Linked DNA regions of Sus scrofa: region 2 is linked to region 1. A link is a contact called in public HiChIP or PLAC-seq data. All regions are on one chromosome and are shown on one strand. The core of a region is the stretch at or near the end of the contact, and the rest is flanking DNA. Distances in the headings are between cores, read along the strand shown.

Region 1 (5,583 bases), core at 1,514-4,013:
GCTAGATCATCTTTGGAATGCTACATAAAAACCTCTAATAGCAGCGTTCTGGGGAAAGAGGATGCGGGGGGTTGGGGGGGCTAGAGATGACAGGAAACAGTCTTCACTGTCTAGCCTTCTTTACTGTCTGCATTTTTGAAACCATGTAAATATCTTACCTTTTCAAAAAAGAAAAGACGAAAAACTTAAAAAAATACTACTACTGTACATGACAGCATCACTTTGCTTTTCTTTGTAGCATTGCTGCAGGCATGTAAGAAGAGTCATTCTTCATTTTCAGAGAAAACCTCAAAACAACTCAGTAAATGAAGAAGGGCTGTTTTTCCCCCAAGTTCCTCTGTGCCGCTGACCCCCCATTGCAGGGTGAAATGTAGAAACCTACTTAACTCAGCCGTCTGGGGGGAGCAAGTGTTACCAGCTCTCCCCACCCCCCAGATGGAGAAACCACAGCGTTCAGCTGGTCTAACTGCCTTACTTCTCATTCTGGATGCTGAGCAAAATCTGTGGAGTTCAAGACAAGTTTGGATAACGAGAGGAGCAGGAAAATTGATGGGGGGAACACCCGTCAGGGTGATGAATAGGCTGGTCCAGAACAGCAGGTGACGGATATGCAGATGCAAGACTGGCAGGGAAGGAAGCTGGTCCACTCACAACAGATGGATGGAGATGCTCAATCATCCTCAGGAACAAGCGTGGCTGCCACACACGCCCTGTCTGCTCCGGCAGCGCTCGCTCACCTGCGGGGCACAGCCTCCCGGCCCAGAGGTTCTCCGCGCTGGAGCCACACAGGGGCAGGGCCAGAGCAAGAGCAGGAAGATGCCACTCGACGGTGAGCTGACCTCACGGGGACCGACTATGAGTGGACTTCTCCCCCAGCTTCCGTGTTGTCTCACAGTAGCTCTCACCCCCAAGGAAGGCTTGGTGACCTGTTTGCCCAGGCCCGGGAGGCCGCCCGGGATGTGGGAATCCCAGTAACAAAGCTGGGACAGTCCTGGAATTCCTGGGTGGCCTCGCAGTTAAGGATCCTGCGTTGTCACCGCTATGGCTAGGGTTCGATCCCTGGCCTGGGACCTTCCGCATGCTGTGGGCATGGCCAAAGGAAAAAAACTAAAACAAAAATTGGAACAGTCCTGGGCAAACCAAAACCGATGGCCACCCTACTTACTGGCCGCCGTCCTCTCCTTTCTCTCTCCCTCTTCACCATCAGTAAGCGAGAACCTGGATCAACCCAAGTTCCTAACCGAACAGAACCCAGCGTGGAGGGCCCCAGTCACCCAAGGTTAACAGAGAGGTAAGACAGTACGAAAACTCATCCAATCCTGGTCTTTTCTCAGAACAGGAAGTCTCTTTCAAATCTCTGTAATACATGAGGCTCGATTACTCCAGCAAATACAGGAATGAATCTAAATCGTGATGCCATAAGCATGCCTCTCTAACAAAGACTCAGAAGGGCCAGAGAGCCCCACACAGAGCCGATACTGTTCTTTCCAGCTCAGCCGCAGGAGTTTCTGAGGATGAGGAAATGGGCCACAATCAAGCACAGGGTGATAGCTGGCAAGACCTTCGGCCCGCTTCCCCGCCCCCACCAAGCGATCTGCTGGACCCGAGCTCGAAAAAACAGCGTTATAAAAATACTCTGGCTTTCCTAAGACACATTAAAGAATTAATTATAAAGCAAAGCTGAAGGAGAAAATTAATTTTAGAAACACATGAGGTTACAATTTTTTTTTTTTTCCTGGAGATGGGGAGGAAACAGTTATTTTCGTTTTCATCCTGGGGGCACAGGCTGGGAGCTGTCCAGTCGATAACCTGGCCATCAGAACAAGGTTTGTAATTAAAAGGTCAGTGACCTGGAAAGCCAGGGCCCCACTCCCAGAGCTACTCAGTAATGATGGAGCTATTAAATTAAGACTGTTATGAAATCAATGCTAAAAAAGCTTTCATGGTAACGAGATTCCATTCAAGGACATGCAAACTACCTCATGAAATGGATGTAAATGATAAAAAAGAAAAGTAATAAAAGAGAGTTAAATTGAAATCTGTGTAAGAAGTCACTCCCCCTTAAAATACTCCAGCGAGAGAAGCCCTTCACCTCTACCCCACAACCAAGGTTGAGACCGTCAGGTTTCTTCCTCAAGTTCATTTCCAGCAAGGAGGCAGTTTTGCTCCTGGGGGTTCCGCTTCCAGGAACAGAAGAAAGATCAGATCTGGTTTCACCTCTGAGAACCAGAGAGCATGGCGGTGTGTTCTTCTTGTTTCACTTACCTGCACGATCCCTGACCCCTGATCTGTCCGTTAGATCAGGAAGAGGACAGCCCTTGACTTAACACGCGTGACAAGGACACTGTAAGCCCAAGGGTTGGCCAGCACTACCCAGGCCCCGCCATGCAGAATCACAGAGAAAAGCGGATGATGCTCATCCTCCTTCTAGAATCCTGTTCTGCAACAGATGTCAGAGGGGAAGCTGATGGGCAATGCTTCCTTCCCCTACCTCATCTATCCCGGCACCCGCCACAAGCAAGCATCGCTTTTACCCGCCGTATACTCAGACTGCCAAACGTGTTTGGAGGCAGACTGCCTCCTGCATTTTGTGGTTGGACAGGGTGTCAGATCTGCATAAGCCTACTGGCAACAATGTCCAAACTTCTAACTTTCTGGACTGATTCTACTGCTGTTTTCAAGTTACTCTAACCTCCTGGATTGCAGCCTGCTTAAAGCCCCAGATAGGATGCCTGCCTGGCAAGAACTGCTTCTATATATAGACCAGTTCTATGAGGGCTTAAACCCCACACACAGTCCAATTATCTTCATGTGTGGCTGGCTCTCCAGCTGATGTCATCTGCAGAATCAAGCGGTTGGAAGGAAAACAAAAACATTTATTCTAATACTCTGAAGGTGAACAGCTGCTTTTCTCTTTCATCCAAAAAATTCCCGATAAAAGAAAGAAATGTTGTAAATTACACAAACTGGCAGTACAAGCTTCAAAGAAAATGATAAATGATTCTAATAACTTCATGTTTCTCATTAATGACTCCATATTCCGACTTTAAAGCATCCAAAAGAGATCTCAAAGAAACGAAAACAAAAAACACAAACACCAAAGACCTTTGCAAACCAATGCTCTTCCATCTGTAGAAGAGCTTTCACTCCCTCTCCCCACCCCGGCCCCTGAAATCAGAGAGCACACATTTAACCTGTCAGGTGCAGGGATGGGATGAAGCCCCTGCTCTGGGCTGTGGCTTCACGATAAAACAAACACCACGGATGTGCCTAAAGTCACCCTCATTTTCCACTGAACTGACATGCACTACAGGGACCTCAATTTCTATATTAAATATTAAATAATATTAAAAGAAAAACAAAATTAGCTCTGCCTTTTCAGGAAAGAGATGTTTATTAAAAAAAAAAAAAAAAAGTCAAGATTATAATTCAAGGCAATGCTCCACTGCAATTCCCTGAAGTGACATTTGCTAGGAAAAGCCAAGACTACAGTAGCTGTGAGCTCGCCCAAAGCCAGCACTCCAACCCACCATTGCAATGAGTCCTGTGGGGAGACATGCCGGAGGATGCCAGGACCTTGGTCCCTCCCCTCAAGACACGTTCCCCAGCCCCAAAGACCAGTGAACCAGCTTCTTTTCCTTCCCACTCGCTGCTGGGGACAGGGCAGCTGCAAGCTCCTTTACAAAAGCTGCTCCCCCCAGGGCCCCCGCCCACCCAGCAGAGATGGTGCCAAGCTACACTGATCGCGTACGCCTGACCCTAGGAACAGCCGGAAATTTAAAAAATGAAGTTTAAATCCACAGAGGGCTCTTCTTCCCCAGACGCCCATCAAACCTTGGAATTCTTTGCCCAGAAAAGGTCCTGCCAGAACTTACCCTATTGGGATTCAACTCGGAAATAGATAATTACTGACTGAAGCAGCATTTTAGAGGATAATGGAGGTGGGTGATTAAGTCCAGTGATCCCGGGTGTAAGTGCGGGCTAAACGCCTGTGGTTCTCTTTAGAGGAAGAAACAGGCAGGGTGCCTCTCAAGTTTGCTGCTGCCTAAAATTCTAAAAACTCTAAGCCACGCTGGGGGTCGAGGAGGAATTCTGCTCGCTAACAAGCACTCATCTCCTTCGGGTCCTCGTTCACATGTCATCCTCCCTGAGGGACACCCTCTATGCACCTCGTGCAGGAGTGCAACCCGGTCGGACACAGCACCGGCCCCTCCAGCCCACAGCCCAGCCGCTTCTCCTCCATGGCGCCCGGCCATCTGACAAACCACATGTTCTGTTTTTTTTCATTTGTTGACTTGTCTTCCTTTCCCCGGTAGAATTTAAGCTCTGAGAGGGCAGGGCTTTTGCCTGTTCTGTTCTCAGCACAGGGTAAACACTCTCAGTTGAATTAATTGATTGTTGTTATTTTTTAAAGGAGCAACAAATAATAATTATACCAAACAGTTTCCTCTCTACAGTAATGATTAGCCAACTAACTCAAAAGTATTATTTGGCCCAGAGTTTCTCTCTCTCTTTTTTTTTTTTTTCTCTTTCTCTCCCTCTCCCAGTCAGGGATTTATTAAAATTAAACAGATTAGATGGAGCTCCTGATACTCAAACTGCTCAGCAAAGCCTGCAGTAGGGAAGTGCCGAGCAAACACCAGAGACATTTGTCTCTAAATTGCTCTAAATACCTTCTGCAAATGAAATTCTAACCCAGCTGCGTTTGAGAGAAAATGAGGAATAACTGGTCATTGCCAGTGGAAGAGAAGATCAGGCAGTTATAATATTGCACAATATACTGGGGCGAAGGATCTCTCGGCAACCATAGATTTTGTCTCAGGTTACCCCGGGTAATCAGCACGGCTTTTAGGCTCAGCTTTCCCCAGCTTCAATGCTTTGATGAGAGAGCTGAAATCCCCAAGCTTTTATGATTAATTACTCCCCATAGGTACACATATTTCAAGGAAAAACTCTTTTACGGCATGATGGCTGCGGAGTGGAGGGGCGGCCGACGCACTCCAAATTTTAATAATCTCCTGCTGATGCGGAGCCAGCGTGATGCTGCCAGGAAGCGCCCAGCGCCCTTACCAACTCAGCCACAGGGACCGGCCTTGAGGTTCCTCTAAACAGCTGCCTGTGAGTGAAAGGCTTGGGCTGATGCTGCCCAAGCCCCACGAGCGCCACCTGGGACCTGGCCCTGCAGCATCACTTCACTGGGGTACCATGGGGCAGACCTAGGAGATACCCCCACACCATGCCATCTTCCTTTTCAGCCACTAATGACGTAAACCCCAAACCCCAGAATTTTGAGGCTGACATTCCAGCCTCTGTGAGAAAGAGTTCTGTTGGGGGGCAGGGGCAGGGGCGGGGGGGAGGACACTCACTTTCCTCCCTTACGGTATTTAAAAGGCTTTAAACAACGTCCTAGCTTTCCAGAAAATTGAATGTTCAAAGGAGAAAAGTCAGATTTCTTTTTTGGTTTGTTTGGGGGGGTTTATGTATTTCACAAAAAAAGAAATGTATCCTAAATTTCAATAAAACCAAAATATATTCTGTCTGCTTCAGACAATATTGAATTTGTCAAGATCTATTTAATCCCTG
Region 2 (6,002 bases), core at 2,663-5,162, 300 kb before region 1:
CCCCAGCCCAAGTCCACTGGTCGCACAAGGAGGCCCTAGGGTGCTTGCTTGAAAAGGCAGAAGCTCAAATCCTTGCCCAAATACTGAGTCAGGAGTCTGAATGAGACTTGTGTCCAGATTTAAAACAAGCTCTCCAGCCATTCTGGAAGCTTGGGGAACTTCTTGCTGGCTACCCTCAGGCAGTCCCGCAGGGCCTGGACCCACGGCCCTCCCTCCTCATGGCTTTCCCGCCCACCCCCGCAGCAGGGCCGGGGCAGGACAAAGGTTGGATTGGAGGACAGCTGTCTTGGAGTCCAGGACGATGGAGGGCGCAGAGTGGCCAGCCCAGCCCAGCGACTGGATATTAGTTACCACGCCAGAAGGAGCTTTGGGGGGGCAAGGGGGAGGTCCCCCTGGGCCCTGGGACAGAGAAGGGAACACTGGCTGAAGGATCTGCTAGAAAAATGTCTCTTCCTCCTGGAAGCCTTCTCAGCCCTGGGTTAAGCTGAATACACAGTCTCTGGGCTCCTCAAAAGGCTGGGAGGCGCACCTCTCTCTCCTTCTACAGAAAAGGGGGCTTCCTTCCTCCCCTTTGGCAAGGCTGGAGCTGAGTCTGGCCCGCCTCTGACTCCAGAGCCCGGGTGGGGCTCAGAGTGGGCATTGCTGATGACAAGCCTGGCCGGCACAGGTGAGGGAACTGGGGGGGGGGGGGCACTGGGCCCTGTCTTGTCCTTTGGCTGCCCCAGAGGCCCCCTGCAGCTTTGACCTGACGTCCCCATTACTCCACCTGGAGCACCCCCAGGACGCCTCTCTGTCCAGAGGAGCAAGCTTGGCCCCTGCGACTCTCACTTAACCAATGACAGATGGCAGTTGGTGGATAAACTCCCACCCACCCACCCCCGACGACACGCACCTGGCGGCAGTGCCCGGCTGTGCCCTAGCCTCTGCAGGCGGCCTCAGCCCTGGTTGCCCACAGCAGTTCTGCCCATTGACACATTGTCCTGGTCCTACCGCCCACCTTCTCACTGTTATCCCCAGGGATCCTTTTCCTGCTTTCTTTTCTTTTCTTTTTAGGGCTGCATGTGTGGCATATAGAGGTTGCCAAGCTAGGGGCTGAATCGGAGTCATAGCCCCTGGCCTACACTACACCACAGTAACGCCAGATCTGAGCCGCATCTGTGACCTACACTGCAGCCTGTGGCAACACGGGATCCTTAACCTACTGAATCGGCATCCTCATGGATACTAGACGGGTTCTTAACCCGCTGAGCCACAACAGGAACTCCACGGGGATGCCTTTCAAATGGCCTCCCCCACCCCTGTCCAAAGCTCCTCCTGGCTGTGGAAACTCCTACAGAATCGCTGGGCTGGGCTGCCGCTCAGCCCCCTCCACCATCCTGGACTCCAATCCAGGCTTCGTCCTGCCCTGGCTCTGCTGGGCAGGGGGGCAGGACCAGATCCCTGGTCACTCACACTAAAAGAATGACCAGACAAGGACCTAACAAGAATTTTCCTGCAGGGCTCTGGTTGCCCTGCAAAGCCCTGTGCACCCCTCCACCCACCTGGTCCACATACCCGCCCCCCTGTGATACGGGCACTGCTTTTATTCCCAGTTTACAGATGAAGATACAGAGGCTCAGGGAGGTCAGACGTGTCGGTTGAGGCAACAGAGCCCAGCAAAGGCAGGTGGGGGCTGGAACCTGGGCTTCACTTGAAGGAGCAAGATTCCAGGGTGAAGGTTGCTAACCGGTTGTCAGGTATCATGGCTTTGAATAGTTGTTTTCTTTTTTCTTTTTTTAAATTTTAAATTAAAGTGTAGTTGATTTACAATATTCTGTTGATTTCTGCTGTACCTCGAAGTGACCCAGTCATACATATAGTCACATTCTTTTTCTCATGTTATCCTCCACCATGTTTTATCACAAGTGATAAGAGTTGTTTTCTTTAAAGCCAAAACCATTTGGGAAACAGCTGCGAGACCGCATATTTCCTATATTGGGTGATGCCTGCTGTGGCCCGGGGCGGTTAAGTCTGCAACCCGTTCGTAGTGACCCAGACCAAATGCTGCCCCAAGATTCTACAGGGAGGGCTTGCGGTCCAGCTCAGGACTCAGGTCTGACCTCCTAGGGCTGGGACCCAGGACACAAGAGGACTGTCTGGGCGGGAGGCTGGAGTTTCCCCTCCCTGCTCCAGGTCTCTGGGCTCCTCCAGTCTCAGGCTCTGGAGAGTGTAAGGCTGAGTTTATACCCGAGCTGTGTGGTCTTGGGCCCATGATGGTACCTCTCTGAGCTCCAGTTTCCTCATCTGGAATATGAGCCTCATAGTCTTTGTTCCCAGGGCATTGCTGGGATTAGAGAGCCCAACACGTCTTTCAGCCGATGCTCATCAGTTGGGCAGGAGACACTTCCCAGAGGGCTCACTTTTCTGGCTTCTTAAGGCGGGGCAGTGGGTCAGGTGAGAGCGGGAAGGCCTGGGGGCACAGGGGGTGTTAATAGTTTGTTCTCCATGTGAGGCCCTGCTCCCCTGGGGTTTGGGGGATTGGGAGTAAAGCCACCACTCAAGCCTAGTGGCGACTTTCTGGCTCCCTTCTCATTACCTGCCTATTAGGACACAGTGAGCCTAGGGGACAGACATTCATGGCAGTGGGACCCCAGAGATGACAGTCATCTTAGGAGACACTCCAGGCCTGGTGAGGGTCTCCTCCTGATTCTCTCTGCCACTGGGGGTCTCCAGGTGGAGGGCAGCCCAGAAGATCCATTCCTCCCCAAAAGAGACCCCCAGGAAGACACTTCCAGGACACTTATTCTATTTTTTTTTTTCTTTTTATGGCTACACCCATGGCATATGGAAGTTCCCCGGGGCGAGGAGTGGAATTGGAGCTGCAGCTGCAGCCTATGCCACAGCCATGGCAATGCTGGATTCTTAACCCACTGAGTGAGGCCAGGGTTCAAACCCACATCCTTATGGACACTATGTAAGGTTTTTTGGTTTTGCTTTTGGTTTTGTCTTGATTTTTTTGGTCTTTTTATGGCCTCACCATGGCATATGGAGGTTCCCAGGCTAGGGGTTGAATCAGAGCCTGCCTATACCACCGCTACAGCAACGCAGGATCCGAGTCACATCTGCGACCTACACACCACAGCTCAGGACAACACCGGATCCTTAACCCACTGATCGAGGCCAGGGATGGAACCCATGTTGTCATGGATGTTAGTTGGGTTCGTAAACCACCGAGTCACGACGGGAACTCCACTTCGTCAGGTTCTTCACCTGCTGAGCCACAACAGGAACTCTAACCCTTATTCTAAAATGACAGACACATACATATACATAGTGGGCCTGTCTGTATTTAAACTTACAAAAAAGAAAAAAAAAAAGCATCTCCATATTCTATTCTATGGAAACTTGGAAACACTTGTGATCCTGTTTGAACAAATTTCTTGATGACATTAACTGAATTAGATAATTATATATTTGGATATTTACCATGAGCTATAGATAACACCCAAATGTCACCAAATAATTTGCACTGATTTTTATAAGGGGGGTTAGCTGTTTTCTCTGTTCTCCCCTGCCTTTCAGCTGCTCCTTTCCGCAGGCTGCGCTTCTGGGCCAGCCCAAAGCCTGGTGCAGAGGCCCTGGACTGACACGCAGTGGGCGGCCCCATCCCGCCCCACGGGCCTGCGGCGGCCTCTCTGCAGCCTCCACCACCACCCCAAAGGCCCCAGACGCGGTCCTCGGTCTTGGGGAGGGCAGAGGCTGCTTCCAGACCTGGAGAGGGCAAGGGCTGGGCAGCTGGATCCTGGAGGGGCGGGAGGTTTCCTCCCTGGACGCCGCGAGCAGGGACGTGGGCCCTGCCTCGGCCTCCTGGTCCCGGGGAGGTCAGGGCGCGGCGGGGCCCTGTCCCCGCGGAGCCCACGGCCGCCGGTAGGGGGCGCCTTGGTCATGCATTATTCATCGCCGAGCCGCCCGCCCGCCGCCTCCCTCGCTTTCCTCGCGCGGGCTGTGGGCTGCGCGGAGGAGCGGGAGCGCGGAGCCTTCACAATATTGTGGCAGCTCCGCGAGTGACGGCTCAGGGGAGGCGGGGGTGCGCAGCCTTGGCGGCGGGCGGCGGGCGGCAGCGGGAGCTGGGGCTGGGAGGGGTCGGGGGTGGGGGCGACGCGGGGTCACAGGGCTGAAAGGGGGCTCAGGATGGGAGGGCTTGGTTAGCGTAAGGGCAGAGCTTTTAGCATATCCATCCATCCATCCATCCATCCATCCATCCATCCATCCATCCTCCCTTCCTTCCTTTTTTCCATCAGGTCGCTAATGCCCAGGAGCATCTGCTTTGTGCCCGGTGTAGGTGATATGATGGTGAGCAGGACAGGCAAGGTCCCTGTCCTTAGAAATTTAATCGCCAAGTTGGGGGAGGGGGAGAGAAAAAGCACATAAACGCAAATTAAGATAATTCCAGTTAGTAACAAGTGCTCTCGTTAAAACCAAACTCTCTGGCGTGACAGGGAGTGTGTGTTGGGGGCTGTCTAGGTGGCCTGGGAGGGCTTCTGTGAGAAGGTGACCTTTGTGCAGAGATCTGAAGAATGGCAAGGATGTTTCTGACCTTGGCCGGTCCCTGGGCCTCTGGGGCCTCTTCTTACCCCGCCCCTGGGCTTCTAGGGATGCTCAACCCCCACCCCACAACCCCAAGAAGCAAGGAGGAAGTTGAGTCTCTAGTTCTGGCTGAGGGCTCCGTGGGCGTCGGGGGCGACCCTGCTCAGCCCAGTCGGGGCTGCCCGTATTCTCAGAGGTGGAGTCAGGAGACCAGCCAGCCAGCCCTGGAGGAGCTGTGGGTATCGGGGGTTGAAAGGAGCAGTTTCCAGGGGCCCCCTTCCCCACCCCTGCACGGACCCCGGGCTAGGGACGCTTGGAGTCCCGGAGCCCTGGATGGAGCTCTCACCACCGCAGCCCTCCCACCCCAGGCCTTGCATGTCTCAGCCCCAGGCGGGCAGGGGGCACGGAGGGCGTGGGCTCGGGGTCATCACCAGCATCGGATTTCCTTTCACTTGTGCAAAGACTCGTTGACGCCTGAGCACATCAATATCCTTAATGACAGTGAGAGGAGCTGGGACTCCAGACAGCCCACGGCTCCCCCCCCCTCTCTTTCCTTCTCTCCTTTCCTCCTGTCTCTGCTCCCCTCTCTCCCTCCTCGCTCTTGCCTCTCTCTCTCTCCTTCCCTCCTTCCTCTTCCTCTGTTTTGCTACCTTTCTTCTTTCTTTCCTTTCTCTCAGCCTCCACTCCCCCTCCCCCTTTTCCCCTCCCCCCTCCCCCTCCCCCCTTCTCCTCTCTCTCCCAGCTCCCAGGTCCCCACAGTTCTTGGGCATTCACAAACTTCCCACCCCGCAGCTCTGGCATGGGGTGGGGGGGCAGCTGGGCCCGTCCCTCTGCGGGTCTGTCCATCCCCAGCTGGGCCCCGACACCAGCCACCACCGGCAGGCAGGGCCCACGTGCTGGGGCCCAGGGCAAGGCGGCCCGCATCCTGCAACCACCGCCCCAGAGGCACACACTCAAGCTTTTTGCCTTTTGCCCAAAGGCACCTGGGCTTCTGCCGCCCATGCCCCATGGCATGCTGAGACATGAAATAGCCAAGTTTGGGTGTGGGGTGGCACAGGAGAGGGGAGAGTTTTGGGGAGGATTTTCTGTTTTGTATTTTTTATGACCATATATAATTTCGCATTTCTCCCCTCAGCCCCTGCCTCCTTGGCTCCCAGATGTGTCCCACACTGAAGAATTATCTCTCGTCCCTAGAGTGAAATAAATGCAATCAATATGAGTATTGCTCTCAGGGCCTTGAAATATTACATTAATGTTCCATGTGGTGACATTTTAGCTGGAATTTTCAAATACATTATGATGGTTCAAATTAATATTTATCAGATCAGCTTTTATATTTTGCAAAAGAGAGAGAGAGGGAGAGAGGGAGAGAGAGAAAAGGAAAGACAGAGAGAGCATTATTAAAATACAAAATGCAGATCAAGCCTAAAATCGAT

The links. HiChIP or PLAC-seq counts read pairs in DNA pulled down with a chosen protein or histone mark.
Region 2: an H3K27ac HiChIP or PLAC-seq map of skeletal muscle shows a contact between it and region 1. The contact joins two enhancer-like sites. A contact is called at or near these places in 2 of 47 Hi-C or Micro-C datasets (embryonic fibroblasts and skeletal muscle) and 1 of 2 datasets of contacts at active chromatin or transcription factors (skeletal muscle).

The regions. Positions count from the first base shown.
Region 1 is chr6:70,791,666-70,797,248 of Sscrofa11.1, reverse strand. The region is part of intron 3 of PEX14 (peroxisomal membrane protein PEX14); the gene reads right to left. Among named protein-coding and RNA genes, the nearest start is that of PEX14, 57 kb to the right of the region's middle. Within about 2 kb of position 2,763, at least 11 of the 83 cell types and tissues checked have an H3K27ac peak or open chromatin away from gene starts, as enhancers often do. A contact at or near this core is called in skeletal muscle, where this site is marked.
Region 2 is chr6:71,091,546-71,097,547 of Sscrofa11.1, reverse strand. No RefSeq gene overlaps it. Among named protein-coding and RNA genes, the nearest start is that of MIR9861, 31 kb to the right of the region's middle. Within about 2 kb of position 3,912, at least 16 of the 83 cell types and tissues checked have an H3K27ac peak or open chromatin away from gene starts, as enhancers often do. A contact at or near this core is called in skeletal muscle, where this site is marked.